3 separate regions of the Gossypium arboreum genome follow, and regions 1 and 3 are each linked to region 2. Evidence: chromatin contacts called from public Hi-C data. All regions are on one chromosome and are shown on one strand. Each heading gives the region's core, a stretch centred on a gene start, on an enhancer-like site or on the middle of the called end of the contact. The rest is flanking DNA. Distances are from core to core; before and after follow the strand shown.

What was found. A called contact is a pair of places that touch in the nucleus more often than the background predicts.
Region 1: a contact with region 2 is called in a Hi-C map of leaf, with 6 times the contacts expected there. The contact joins the promoter of LOC108472171 here to the promoter of LOC108467107 in region 2. A contact is called at or near these places in 2 of 5 Hi-C or Micro-C datasets (both in leaf).
Region 3: a contact with region 2 is called in a Hi-C map of leaf, with 2.8 times the contacts expected there. The contact joins the enhancer-like site here to the promoter of LOC108467107 in region 2. A contact is called at or near these places in 2 of 5 Hi-C or Micro-C datasets (both in leaf).

Annotation. Positions count from the first base shown.
Region 1 is chr8:58,468,856-58,473,181 of ASM2569848v2, forward strand. LOC108472171 (leucine-rich repeat receptor-like protein kinase PEPR1) reads left to right here and starts at 1,758. Exons shown (of 2, transcript XM_017773681.2): 1 at 1,758-4,326. The coding sequence starts at 1,933.
Region 2 is chr8:58,672,959-58,677,185 of ASM2569848v2, forward strand. It overlaps LOC108467107, which reads right to left and starts at 1,686. Exons shown (of 15, transcript XM_017767621.2): 1 at 1,174-1,686; 2 at 479-529; 3 at 166-402. The coding sequence starts at 1,296.
Region 3 is chr8:58,842,233-58,846,391 of ASM2569848v2, forward strand. No RefSeq gene overlaps it. Among protein-coding and RNA genes, the nearest start is that of LOC128279813, 92 kb to the right of the region's middle. Within about 2 kb of position 2,084, at least 2 of the 2 cell types and tissues checked have an H3K27ac peak or open chromatin away from gene starts, as enhancers often do. A contact at or near this core is called in leaf, where this site is marked.

The sequences.
Region 1 (4,326 bases), core at 508-3,007, 200 kb before region 2:
AGGAGACAGTGATGCAGTAACCAGCTTGTCTGAAAATTTTTATATGGACTGTGAAAATAAGTGAATTTAGTTTGTGAACCCCTCGTGTCCGACTCCGGTAACGGTCTCGGGTACGGGGTGTTACATTATTACTCGTAGAAATTATGGACGTTTGAAACTAGTACTTTGATTTGTTTAGCTTAAATTAATGATGACTTTTTGAACTGCTAGTTCTGATATTTTTGATGATTAGATTATGAGATTATAAGTGCATGATGACTTAGTAAGTGTACGGTTGAGTTGAATGCCTTGTTTCGATGGTACTTTTGCTATCTGATGCAAAGGTATCGATAATCGGGCATTAGTATCGATACCTCCATGATATTACGATTGTGCAGAAAGTTAGTAACTCAATTTGGTATCTATACCATGTCTCGAGTATCGATACTCAGGGTAGAATTACTGATACTTTTTGATAGGGTATTGATAGTTTGCTGGTTTGAATTTTTGCAGAGAAACAAAATGTTGATTTGGTATTGATTTTCTAAGTGGTATTGATACCATCTATGAGAATTATCGATAGCATTGAATGAGTATCGATACCTACGCGATTTATTTTGAATTTTTGTTAAGTAGCCTTAAAGCATGTTTCTATTTTGTTATAAGCCCGTTTGATGTATGTCCAGCATGATTTAATGTCGCCTAGGATATTTATGACTTACAATATCTATAAATGTTCAAATTTGATGATGTTCGCATGCCAATGAGACGTTCTATAATATGTGATACTGTGATGGTAGTGTAGCGTCCTTTTACTTGCACTCGACAACTGGGTCAAGTATAAGGTGTTACAGCGCTTAAGCATGTTCAAAATTACATTCTCTCAATTATTGCAATAGCAATAATGTGAATTAAGCTAAAACTTAAACAAAGAAAGTAAATATAAATGGAAGATTATGAAAAAATCTTTCACAAACTTGCAGCATTTTTTTTTTAAATGCCAAAAGGTTTTTTGACCTATTTCGAGCCCCACTTTGGTAATATGGCTCCCGCTTGCAAAAATTTTTTGCGTTTCCAAAAGTGGAAGCCATACACTATTGGGTGAAGGCTATAGGCCCCATGAGCCACTCATAAAGTAGCAAACTTAAGCATTTATTTATTGCCTTTCCTCTTTCTGGAACAGGACAAAGGCCATATAGTTAACATATTTGGATCAACTTTAGGCCATATTATACCAGCATCATATAAGATCCGAAACTGGTAGTATTTTAATGAGTCTGCCTTTCCTGATAAGGCCTGATAAAACAGTGAGAGACTTTTAGGCCCATTTTCCATCTCACTTCTCTCCATATTATTGGTAAATATATAGAATTAGATATAGAAATATGCCCATGACTATTCATAAATCATATAGTAGTGAGTTGAGAGGTTTGGAGAGTAATGATGGGGTTTTATGTTGCTTGATTAACAACCAAGTGGTCTATCATTAACATTGCCACAGAAGCTAACTTAAATTGTTCTCCAAGACATTGAGGCTTAGTTTTATGTTTTAAGACTAAATGATATTATAGGAGAGAATGTGCAAAAACAAACATGTCTTGGATAATATTATTGCATTGTCTGAGAGAGAGCATGGCTGGCCTCCATTTTTTCGACTTTCCAAAGAACAGCATCATATTTTTATTGGTCATTATGGGACCCCCCTCATCTACTTTATACAACAGCATTGTTTTACTTTTTATCAAAATAGCCCTTCTAGGAGCTTCCCTTTTGAGTGCAAAGGTTGTAACTTTTACTCACTGTCATGAATCCAACAGGAAACGACTAGATATCGGAACTTGTTTCAACACACATGTGCACCACTTCAAGCACCGAAAGGAAACAAAAATCAGCAACATCTGTTGGTTCCAAACATAACATGAAATAAAAATAGCATTTAAGACAGTGAAATCGATGTCACCAAGAGAAGTTCCATGGAAGTTAAATAAGAACATGGTGTTGTTATTCCAGTATCATGTTATCTGCTCATTCATTCTTTTCCATGTTTCATCAGCCTCATTATCTCCGCCTGCAATTTTCCTTCTACAGTTCTTTAACAGCCTCCCAAAACACACTCAACTTCTGTTACCATGGAATCAATCCGATTCTCCATCTCCAAACTCTCATTGCCAATGGGCTGGAGTGTCTTGCTACTCCAAAAAGAGCTTTCAGGTCAGAGCCTTGAATCTATCAGGCTTCGGGCTGTCTGGTGTATTGAGCAACTCTGTTCCTCATCTTTGCCTCCACCAGCGTATGCTCTCCCTTGACCTCAGTGGCAACAGTTTCAGTGGTAATATACCTCAAATTCTGGGGAACTGCAGCCAACTAAATACCATTCTTCTCAATGATAACGGCTTTGAAGGATCAATCCCTCACCAAATTTTCATGTCAAAGTGGCTTAGGAAGATTGACTTGGGTTATAACTCACTCTCTGGTGGAATCCCCCCTGAGGTAAGTCTTTGCATCAATCTGGAATATATTGGTCTCTACAACAACTTTCTAAGTGGTGTGGTTCCGGGTGAAATGTTTTCTCTACCAAATCTGAAGTTCCTCTATTTAAACACAAATAACCTCACTGGTTCGGTACCTGATTTCCCACCTTCATGTACAATTCTTGATTTCTGGATTCACGAGAATGGATTTTCGGGTTCTTTGCCTCGTACCCTCGGAAACTGCTATAACCTTACAACATTTATAGCATCCTACAACAAATTCCAAGGGGTCATTCCACCAGAGACTTTTGAGGGGCTTTTGCAACTTGAAGTTCTCTATCTTGGTGAAAACAATGTGGAGGGCGAAATTCCGAACACTTTGTGGAGTTTGCAGAACTTGCAAGAACTTATTCTGTCAGGGAACAAGCTTAATGGAACTATTTCTGAGAGGATTGCTCAATGCAATCAGCTTGTGGCAATTGCACTTTCAGGAAATAATCTGGTTGGTCCCATTCCTCGGTCAATAGGAAATCTTACAGGTTTAGCTAATTTATTTATTTATAACAACAAACTTAATGGCTCATTACCTCCTGAGCTTGGAAACTGCACTTCACTTGTTGAACTCAGGCTTCAGCATAACTTCATTGGAGGAAGCATCCCTCCAGAAATTTGCAATCTCAAGAATCTTGAGGTTCTTTTTCTATTCAACAATCATATTGAAGGCCACATTCCACAAGAAATTGGCAGGATGAGAAACCTGGTACAGTTGGCTTTGTATAACAACAGTTTAACTGGTAGAATCCCATCTGAAATTGTTCACTTGAAGAAATTGAGATTCCTGTCCTTGGCTCAGAACGATCTAGTTGGGGAGGTTCAATTTGAGCTGAGCAAAAATTTCCCTGCTTTGGTTAGATTGGATTTATCAGGGAACCGACTTAATGGATCGATTCCTTCCAGAATATGTGCTGGCTATAATTTTTCAGTTTTGGCCCTCGCGAACAATCGTTTCAGTGGGAGCTTTCCTTCTGATATTGGGAAATGCTCATCTCTCAGAAGGGTGGTTCTTAGTAACAATAATCTTCAAGGGCATATACCAGCAGATTTGGAAGAGAACCCTGGAATTTTTTTCCTGGAAGTCCAAGGAAACTTGCTTGAAGGAAAGATTCCCCCAGTTTTTGGTCACTGGACCAATCTTTCAATGCTGGATTTCTCAAGGAATAGGCTCTTTGGCTCTATACCTCCAGAGCTTGGGAAGCTTGGGAATCTGCAAATTTTAAGGCTTTCTTCTAATAGACTTACAGGAAGCATTCCCTCAGAGTTGGGTCATTGTGAAAAGATGATCAAACTGGATTTGAAATCCAATTATCTGTCAGGAAGTATTCCACCAGAAATAATATCATTGCCCAACCTGCAAAACCTTCTGCTCCAAGAAAACAAACTCAGTGGACATATTCCCGATTCTTTTTCATCTCTCCAAAGTCTAATAGAATTGCAGCTTGGAGGTAACATGCTTGAAGATCCCATTCCATGCAGTTTGAGTAACCTTCACCATTTCAGTTCAGTTCTCAATTTAAGCAACAACAGGTACTCTGGTGAAATCCCTGCATGCCTTGGCAAACTAGACAAGCTACAGATTCTTGATCTCTCGAGCAACAGTTTCTCTGGTGAGATACCAGCAGATGTGAACAACATGATCTCCCTCTACTTTGTGAACATATCATTCAATCACCTAAGAGGAAAATTACCATCCGTTTGGATGAGGATCGTCGCTTCATATCCTGGATCTTTCGTTGGAAATCCAGAACTTTGCCTGCTGGGTGATGAAACTGGTAATTGTCGGGAAACTGAAAAAGGCAACAGCAGGGGAAGGGTGCTT
Region 2 (4,227 bases), core at 436-2,935:
AACATGATGACATTATTTCTTAAAGTTTATAATCTGAAATTCTGTTTCATATCTTGTTCATAAATAAAGATCAAATTTTAATTCATAGAAGCAACAAAAACTTCTTTTTCTCTGAAAGTTGAATTGCAGAACAATCATACTATGAATCACATTCTAAATTCAAACCTCAAGCTTGGCAACAGCATTGACATGGGCTGTTATTTTTGCATCACAGCTGCTCTGAATTTCCAGGACCCTTGATCTTGCAATTGCCTGTGCTCGGAGTTCAACCTCCATCTGCAATAGCTCCTCTCTTTGTCTAGTAATATTGTGGATCCTCTGTTGTAATACATCATCATCTAAACTTTCATCAGCCGTGATTGAGCAGAAGTCAACATCAGCAGGCTCTCTTCCGTGCTGCACCTTGATAGACATTCAACAATGTTCACTACTCACCATTCTCATAATAGAATTTAATTTTAAGATTAAAATACCTTACCTCATATATGGTTCTCTCATCTGACTGTCCCAACTTTGATCTGTCCATTTCCTGCATGTCACAATAGAAGAAAACATACAATGAACATCAATGGTCTATCGAATACAGCAATAATAATCTTTCGCCACTTAACCAATATAACTTGATGCTCAATTCTGCCCTTCAGAGCTGGACATTTCCTTACAGCACTAAACACAAAACACTTAACTCTTGGGATCATATAAACACTTAGACCATTTGAATTAAACCCAATTAACATTCCTAATTATTTCAACCAACAATGGGACAATCTTTTCATCAACGTAACCCCCTTTTTTTAATTAATGCGCCAAAATGCTACAATTTTGAGCAGAAGTTGGTTCATAAATGACTCCATCAAAAAGTCCGAGCCAAATTCTATTACTAATAAACTCACTAAGTGAAAAATAATAGCGTTACTTAATAATGAAAACTCGAAGTGTATACAACCAAGAGAGCAAGAAAAGAATAAGAAAAGAAAAAGATAAACCCTAATTTTTTTGGTTAACACATGTGAAGAATCCCAAACACTAGAAGTTAAAACCAAATCAAACCCGGTAACTGTTTTTTACTTGCTCATAGGAGCCAAACAAAAGGAATGTTCGTTCTGAATCCAACATTCTCTCAGAACTCAAATAATGCCAAAAAGCGAAGATATTCATCAAAAATGAAATTACCACTTCATCCCCATGGCTACGAACCAGGTGATGGTCGGAAACGGCACGCCACTCCTTACGCGACGATGACGACATTGGGAGCGCACCGCCCCGTGCGGCGGCAACAGCGGCCGCTGCCTCCATTGAATCAGAATGCCCGACACTACACCAACTATCTCACTTTCTCTCTATCTGCAAAAAGCAGACCCAAAAAGAAAAATGGAAAAGAAAAAAAAAACCTAGGGTTTTTCAATTTTCAATTAAATAAATAAACCAAACCCTAGAACTGAATAAAATTAAAAGAAAAGATCGCAAATGATAAAAGAGAAAGAGATGGAGAACAATGGGGGAAGTTGGGTTTTAATTTAAAGATTGGAATTTGGAGGGTTTTTGGAGAAAATTTTTAGTTTAGTTCGATAAATAATAGTGAGATTTTAACGCAACGGAGAGCGAGAGAGATGATTGGGTGTGTGAACTTTCGACCGGGTAAGGCTCCCGCCATTTATAGTGCAACTTCGTCCACAATAGGATCCAATCACGCTTTCTGGTCGCGCGTGTCCTGCACTTTTCTGGTCTACCAGTACTAGTAGTAGTCAATATTTTTGTCACACTGCTTCATGCACTATGAATTTTGCTAAATGGTTTTTATACCGCATTTTATAAGAGTATCTAATTTACATTGCAATCTAATTTACATTGCAAGAGTTTATTTGCGTGTATTAATTAAAATATTATTTCATAAAATAATGAAAATTATTTATAATTTTATAAAGAAATATTGTATTACAACTTTTAAATTAATTTTAATATGAAAATAATATTTTATAGAATAGTAACAAAAGGTGTATAGAGTTGTTAAAAAAGAAATACCATTTTTAGAAACAAAATGACATTCTATTAAGGTTTTTCTTAAATTAAATTATAATGTTACATACATTGCATGTAATTTTATGGGTTTAATTTTTAATTAGTTTTAAATAACTCATTTTTACTTATTGTTATCTATCATTGGTAATGATAATTCTCTTAATTTTTAAATAATATGCAAATTTGAAACTATATGAGAAAGTAAGCTATAATGGTAATTTGAAAAAAATAAAGGGTAAATTACATTAACAGTCACTCAACTTTGAGGTAGCTAACAAAACAGTCACCTAGGTTTCATTTCAATCACTCAACTTTTGAAAAATAACAAAACAGTCACTAACGTTATAAAAAAGTGACAAAATAGTCACTGATTAACAATTTCCATTAGTGTCTTAACGTGACAGCTGATGTGGGCAGTTAATTTGCCACGTTGGATGTCCATAGTGGAAACCCACCCAATTTAAGAAGAAATTGAAAAAAAAAACCTAAAAAACCCCTGAATAACAGAGAAGAAGAAGTGACTGTAAAAAAAAGTCTTCTTTTTCCTTTGTTGGTTCTGTTAAAGATGAAACCTTGCTTCAAAGATGTAACTTTCCAACAACATGTGTATTAAAAGAACAAGTTTCATTAAAGAATGAATGCAAGGTATTTGCTCGAATGCTTGAAAGAACTAGTATCGGTGTCAACATATCTTCGCGAAACTGGAATTGGGGAAAATGGTGATTATGCTAGAAATGGTTTGGACATTAGTCATTTGATTAGCATTCTAAAGTTTTGTGGTGGTGAAGGATATTTAGAATTTGGAAGGACTTACCATGGTTTGATTATAAAGACTGGACTTGATGGGGATGAGTTTTGTAAATACCAACCTTATTGATATGTAAGCTAAATGTGGAGACATAGATAGTGCAGTTATGGTATTTAATCAGATGCCTCATCTAGATGTTGCTTTATGTAATTGTTTGATTTCTAGTTATGCTAATTGTGGATTATTTGAAGAAGCTTTTAGGTTGTTCATGAATTATGAAAGCTGGGGTAACAAGCTTAATTCTTATACATACTCATTTATGCTAGCAATTTGTGGAATCCTTTCAACTACCGAAGAAGGAAAACAGCTCCATGCTCAAGTTGTGAAGATGTAATATTTATCAGAAACAATTGTGAGTAATGGACTTTTGACAATGTTTTCCAAGTGTGAGTCGATGGCGGATGCTGAATCACTATTTGAATGGCTTCCGCAAAGGAATATTGTTTACTCGTAGAATATTCTTCTTCTTCTTCTTCTTCTTCTTCTTCTTCTTCTTCTTCTTCTTCTTCTTCTTCTTCTTCTTCTTCTTCTTCTTCTTCTTCTTCTTCTTCTTCTTCTATTATTAAGGGGGTTTTTAGGTTTTTTTTTTCAATTTATTCTTAAATTTAATGGGTTTCAATTGTGGACATCTAACGTGGTAAGTTAACTAGCCACATCAGCTAGTTAACTTGCCACATCAAAAGTCTCGTTAAGACTGTAACAGCCTGATTTTGGGTCTAGCTGGAACAGTGGTTTCAGGACTACAAATTCGACACAGAAAAATTTATCTTTCTTATATTTTTATGGTCTACATTTTTTTGGAATAATTTTGTGAAAATTTTGTTCGAAAATTTTGATGTTTGAGCATTCAATTTAGCAAAAAGGACTAAATTGCAAAAAGTGAAAAACTTGAGTTCTAGAAGCTAGAGGTGTCTAATTGCTATGAAATTTTAAATTGAAGGTCCTTAAATGGTAATTAGACCATTTGTTAAGTTAGTGGACAAAAATGGACATGAAGTAAGAGAAATTCTATGTTTTAAGAAAAGGGCATTTTAGTCATTTGGTAATTAAATGAATTAAAAAGAAAAAAACAAGCCAAAATCTTGTCCATCTTCTTCTCTCATGGTTGAATATCCCTAAGGAAGACATATCTAGGGTTTGTTCATCTGCCAAGCTCGATTTTAAGTCCGTTCTAGCCCTGTTTTTAATGATTTTCATGTTTTTGAGATCCTTAGAACCTAATCTAGCTTATTCAAGGACTAATTTGAAAGAAATATGAAGTTTAAAATTTTACCCATGTTAGATATTTGCGTATTTTGATGTATAATAGTAGAAAATAAATGTTTGGTGTTAGATAAACAACATTTACTAGGTGATTTTTGATGAAAATGTAAAAAAAGGACCTATTTATAAAAGTTACA
Region 3 (4,159 bases), core at 834-3,333, 170 kb after region 2:
CAAAATCTTTTGACTTAAATAAGAAAATAAATAAATAAGAAGTATGTTCAGTATGGTTTTCGTCAATTGTAAAATTTTTGTTAAGTATTGTGGCATCCTATATCCAGATTCGGTAAATCAAGTCAGGTATAAAGTATTACACACTACCTAGTCAATACATCCACCTTTATTGCCCATCTCCCATTTCCAACATCTTTTCTTCACTATAACATCAACCAAATAAATTCTTTAGTAAAATTTGTATCGCTAAATCAGTCCCACTATTTTAACTTCTAACCATTTAGCAATAAACCTACCCTTAAACGCCAATCAACAAACCCAACTAAACCCTTCACCCATAGCCAATAGCAACCCCCATCTAATCTAAAATAGTACTCGAAAATAAAATCATTCAAGACCCGTACCTTAACCCCCAAACAAAATTAAACCTATAAGAAGAAAAATAAGATTTAAAAATCAATAAAAGAGAAAATAAAGATAGTTCGAAACCAACTTCATTAGATGGCAAAGACAGTTGATTGGAACAACATTTCTTTGCATCTCATTTGAAGATCTCTATATTTTAGGATTCTTTTAGGAACCTTGACTCGATATCATGAAAGAGGAATGAGAGAACTACATTTGGATGCCATTTTTTGTGTTAGAGAAGGCAACAACAATAATCGTACATCCCTTAGGTGGCTTCAACAACTTCAACAAAAACAAAAAGAAAGAGGATACATTTTAGCTTGGAAGGGAGGCACAATAAAAAAGAAAGACTGGAGATATGTCAGGTTTGTAATATTATGCCAACAAAGCTTGTTGCCAATTTTACTATTAAACTGTGCATTAGTATATATGGTAAAATATAATTTATTGGAAGGGAATGAAAAATTAAATACTTATAGGGTAATAAATTTGTTACACGACTATATCAGTGTTAATTGTATCAATGTTATAGATTTTAATTGAGCATTAAATTTTAGTCCATCGAATTCCATTAATTATATTTTAGTAAATTTTTCGAGATACTGCTTGCAAATTGGTGGAACAAAATTATTTATGGTTATTTTTATAATTGTATTATGATGTTGTAATTAAATATAAAATGAAAATAAAAAGAAATTCAATTATAATCCAAATATTTTTTATTGATAAAAATGCGATGATGGAAAATCCAAGTACTGGTGCTGTTGGTGATCCTTGCGATGATGGGGATCGGAACACCAAGAAAGTTCGTTTCAAAGAAGTGGTTGCTGGAGAGAGACTAATATGGCTGTAGATTCAAATCAACAGCCGATGATGTCATTCAAAGATAAACTTTTGGGGGTTGGTCTGTCTTACCCCGATGGGTACCCTATAAGAAACGAGTGTGATCTTGTTTTACAGGATGGAGATGTTAACATGTCAATGGTTAATGGGATCCCGACAATCACTTTTTTGGATCGCATCAAAGACATACTGTTCAAAGAGATAGAATCGACTGTTATTCTTAAATTGCTCGAGCGTAACATTGGTTATAACGTGCTATACAACCGTATCCTTAATCTATGAAAATCGGTCAATTATTTTCACTTAATGGATATTACTAATGGGTATTTTTTGGTGAAATTTCAGGAAATGGAAGATTACAATAAAGTTCTAACCCAGGGACCTTGGATTATTTTCGGGCAATACCTCACTGTACAAACATGGACGAAAACTTTTAATCCAGAGCAGCCCTATCCCAGTGTGGTGTTGGCTTAGATTCGCTTGCCGGGCCTCCCGGGTTATCTGTACAAGAGACAAATCATTGAAGCTATTGGCGGAGTAATAGGGAAAGTTGTTAAACTAGACCTACAAGCCGACAACAGAACCCGGGGACGTTTTGCTCGTTTAGTAGTGTTCATTAATCTGGACGAACCACTTACCTCTAAAGTCTTGGTGGATGGAGTAATCCAACGAGTTGAGTATGAGGCACTTCCGACGGTTTGTTTCAGTTGCGGGAAATACGAACATGTTAAAGATCTATGCCCGTCGGTAGGGTTTAAGGTGGCTTTGGACAGGTCGGGGACTGAGGAAATGGTGGCTTCCGGTGATGGAGTGGGAGATGACAATGATGGAAAGGGAGTCGATTATGGACCTTGGATGTTGGTCGAGAGAAAATCCCGGCGGGGTAAACGAGATTCTCGGGCTAGTGGAGATGCGAAATCTGGAAAGGACTCTTTGCGATCTAGGTTTGCACCGCTAATGGTGGATGGTGGCTCAGGGGGAGATGTTAATGGAGTTAATGGGGGGATTTTGAGTGAAAAGGAAAACAGTTGTGCGGTTAATAGGGTTCTTTCTAAAGAAGATTCGGGCCTTTTAGTTGATTTGGGTCGTGGAACTGAGGGGATGTTTAATAAGTTGGCTAGGCCTATTGTGGGCTCAAGAGAGAGTGGGTCGAATTTTGTTGGGCTAAGTTTATTTAGGGGAGACAAAATTTCTAAGTCTTTGGGGAAAAAGCCTGTAGGGTCTGATGGGTTAATACAAAAAGACAAGGACCAGTCAAATAAATTGCCCAACTCTAATTCAATTTCTTTTTTGCCGTCTGCAAGTTCAATGCGTTTGTTGGGGGGTGAGGCACAGATAAGTGGGAAAATGGATTTTTAGCATGGTGGGCTGAGTAAAGAAAGGACTGGACCTGACGGTCTATTACCGCTTAATGGGTTATCTATTGGTGGTATTGAGAAGCCCTCATTAAATAGACAAAATTCTAGTCTAAATAAATAGTATTTAAATAGTTTTTCTACTAATGGTTTATTTGAACAGGAAATTGTGGAGGTACATTCGGGTTCTTCTGGAAACATGGGGAATAATTTAGTTCTTAATAATCCTATGTTTGAAGGCCCTACTAAATCAGTGGTTAAATTAGACGAGACAATTTTAGACCCAAAACACCATTCGGCCTTTAGTTTTAATGATAATATTGCAACTAAAACATCAAAAGGTAATAAGAAAAATATTTTAGTTAGTACTAATAAATTTTTTCTATTTCCAGAGGACGTGGTTCGGATAAGAAAATAGGTAATAATCGGGGTGGAACTTCCCTTAATCGCTCGTTTAAGGATGAATGAGGTAGATTAAAAAATGCTGGAATTTCTCGAATTCCTTTGACAGAAGCTATTAGTTCTATGGTGAATCTTGTCAACTCGCAAGTTGGGCATGGAGCAAAAAGGATGGTAGGCAGTACTGAGGGACAGACCGCTGGTCCTGGGTCCACATCTACATGAGTTGATGATTTTCCTACTTTTTGTTACTTTTAATATTATGATGAATTTTACTATTTTTTGTTGGAATTGTCAAGGTTTGTGCTGGTTTGAAATTTCCTCGTATTTTTTGGAAGTATAATAAAGAACATAAACCTGATTTAGTTGGCCTCTTAGAAATAAGAGTAAGTGGTTCTAAAGCGGATTCTGTCATTGCTAAGCTTGGTTTTGACTTTTCGCATCGGGTGGAGGCTGTGGGTTTCTTAGGGGGAATTTGGATAGGATGGAAGGATACCATCTCTGTTGATATTTTGGGTAACCATTCCCAATTCATTCTTCTTAAAATTTCTAGGAAGTCATATTGGCAACCGGTGTTGGTCACTTTTGTTTATGGAATCCTAATAGTCAAAAGCAGAAACAGTTATGGGATGTTCTCAAGCATACAGTACCGATGGATGAGACTCCAAGGCTCGCGATTGGTGATTTCAATGTTATTTTAGATTCGAGGGAAAAAAGAGGTGGCCGGGTCATTGGGAAAAGGTGCGCTCTCTTTAGTGAGTTCATGGATTCCATGGGTTTACATGATTTGGGGTTTAGTGGTCCCAACTTTACTTGGAATAGAGGGGAAGTTTTTGAGAGATTGGATAGGGCAATTTGTAATGATGCTTGGAGCCTAAAATTCCCCTTATCCAAAGTTCTACATCTGCAGAAGCTAAAATCTGATCATAGACCTATCAAATTATCTATTTTGCTAGAGGTTCAGCCTTCCTCTAGAAGACCTTTTCGTTTCTTGGCTGGTTGGGTTGAAAATCAAGGGTTTTCCGAGTTTATTAAAGATAATTGGAGCTTTATGGGTGATATGATGACTACTCACGCTACCTTCACTGATAAAGTGAAATTATGGAATAAGGAGGTTTATGGACACATTATGCAGCGAAAGATTTTTTTGAAGA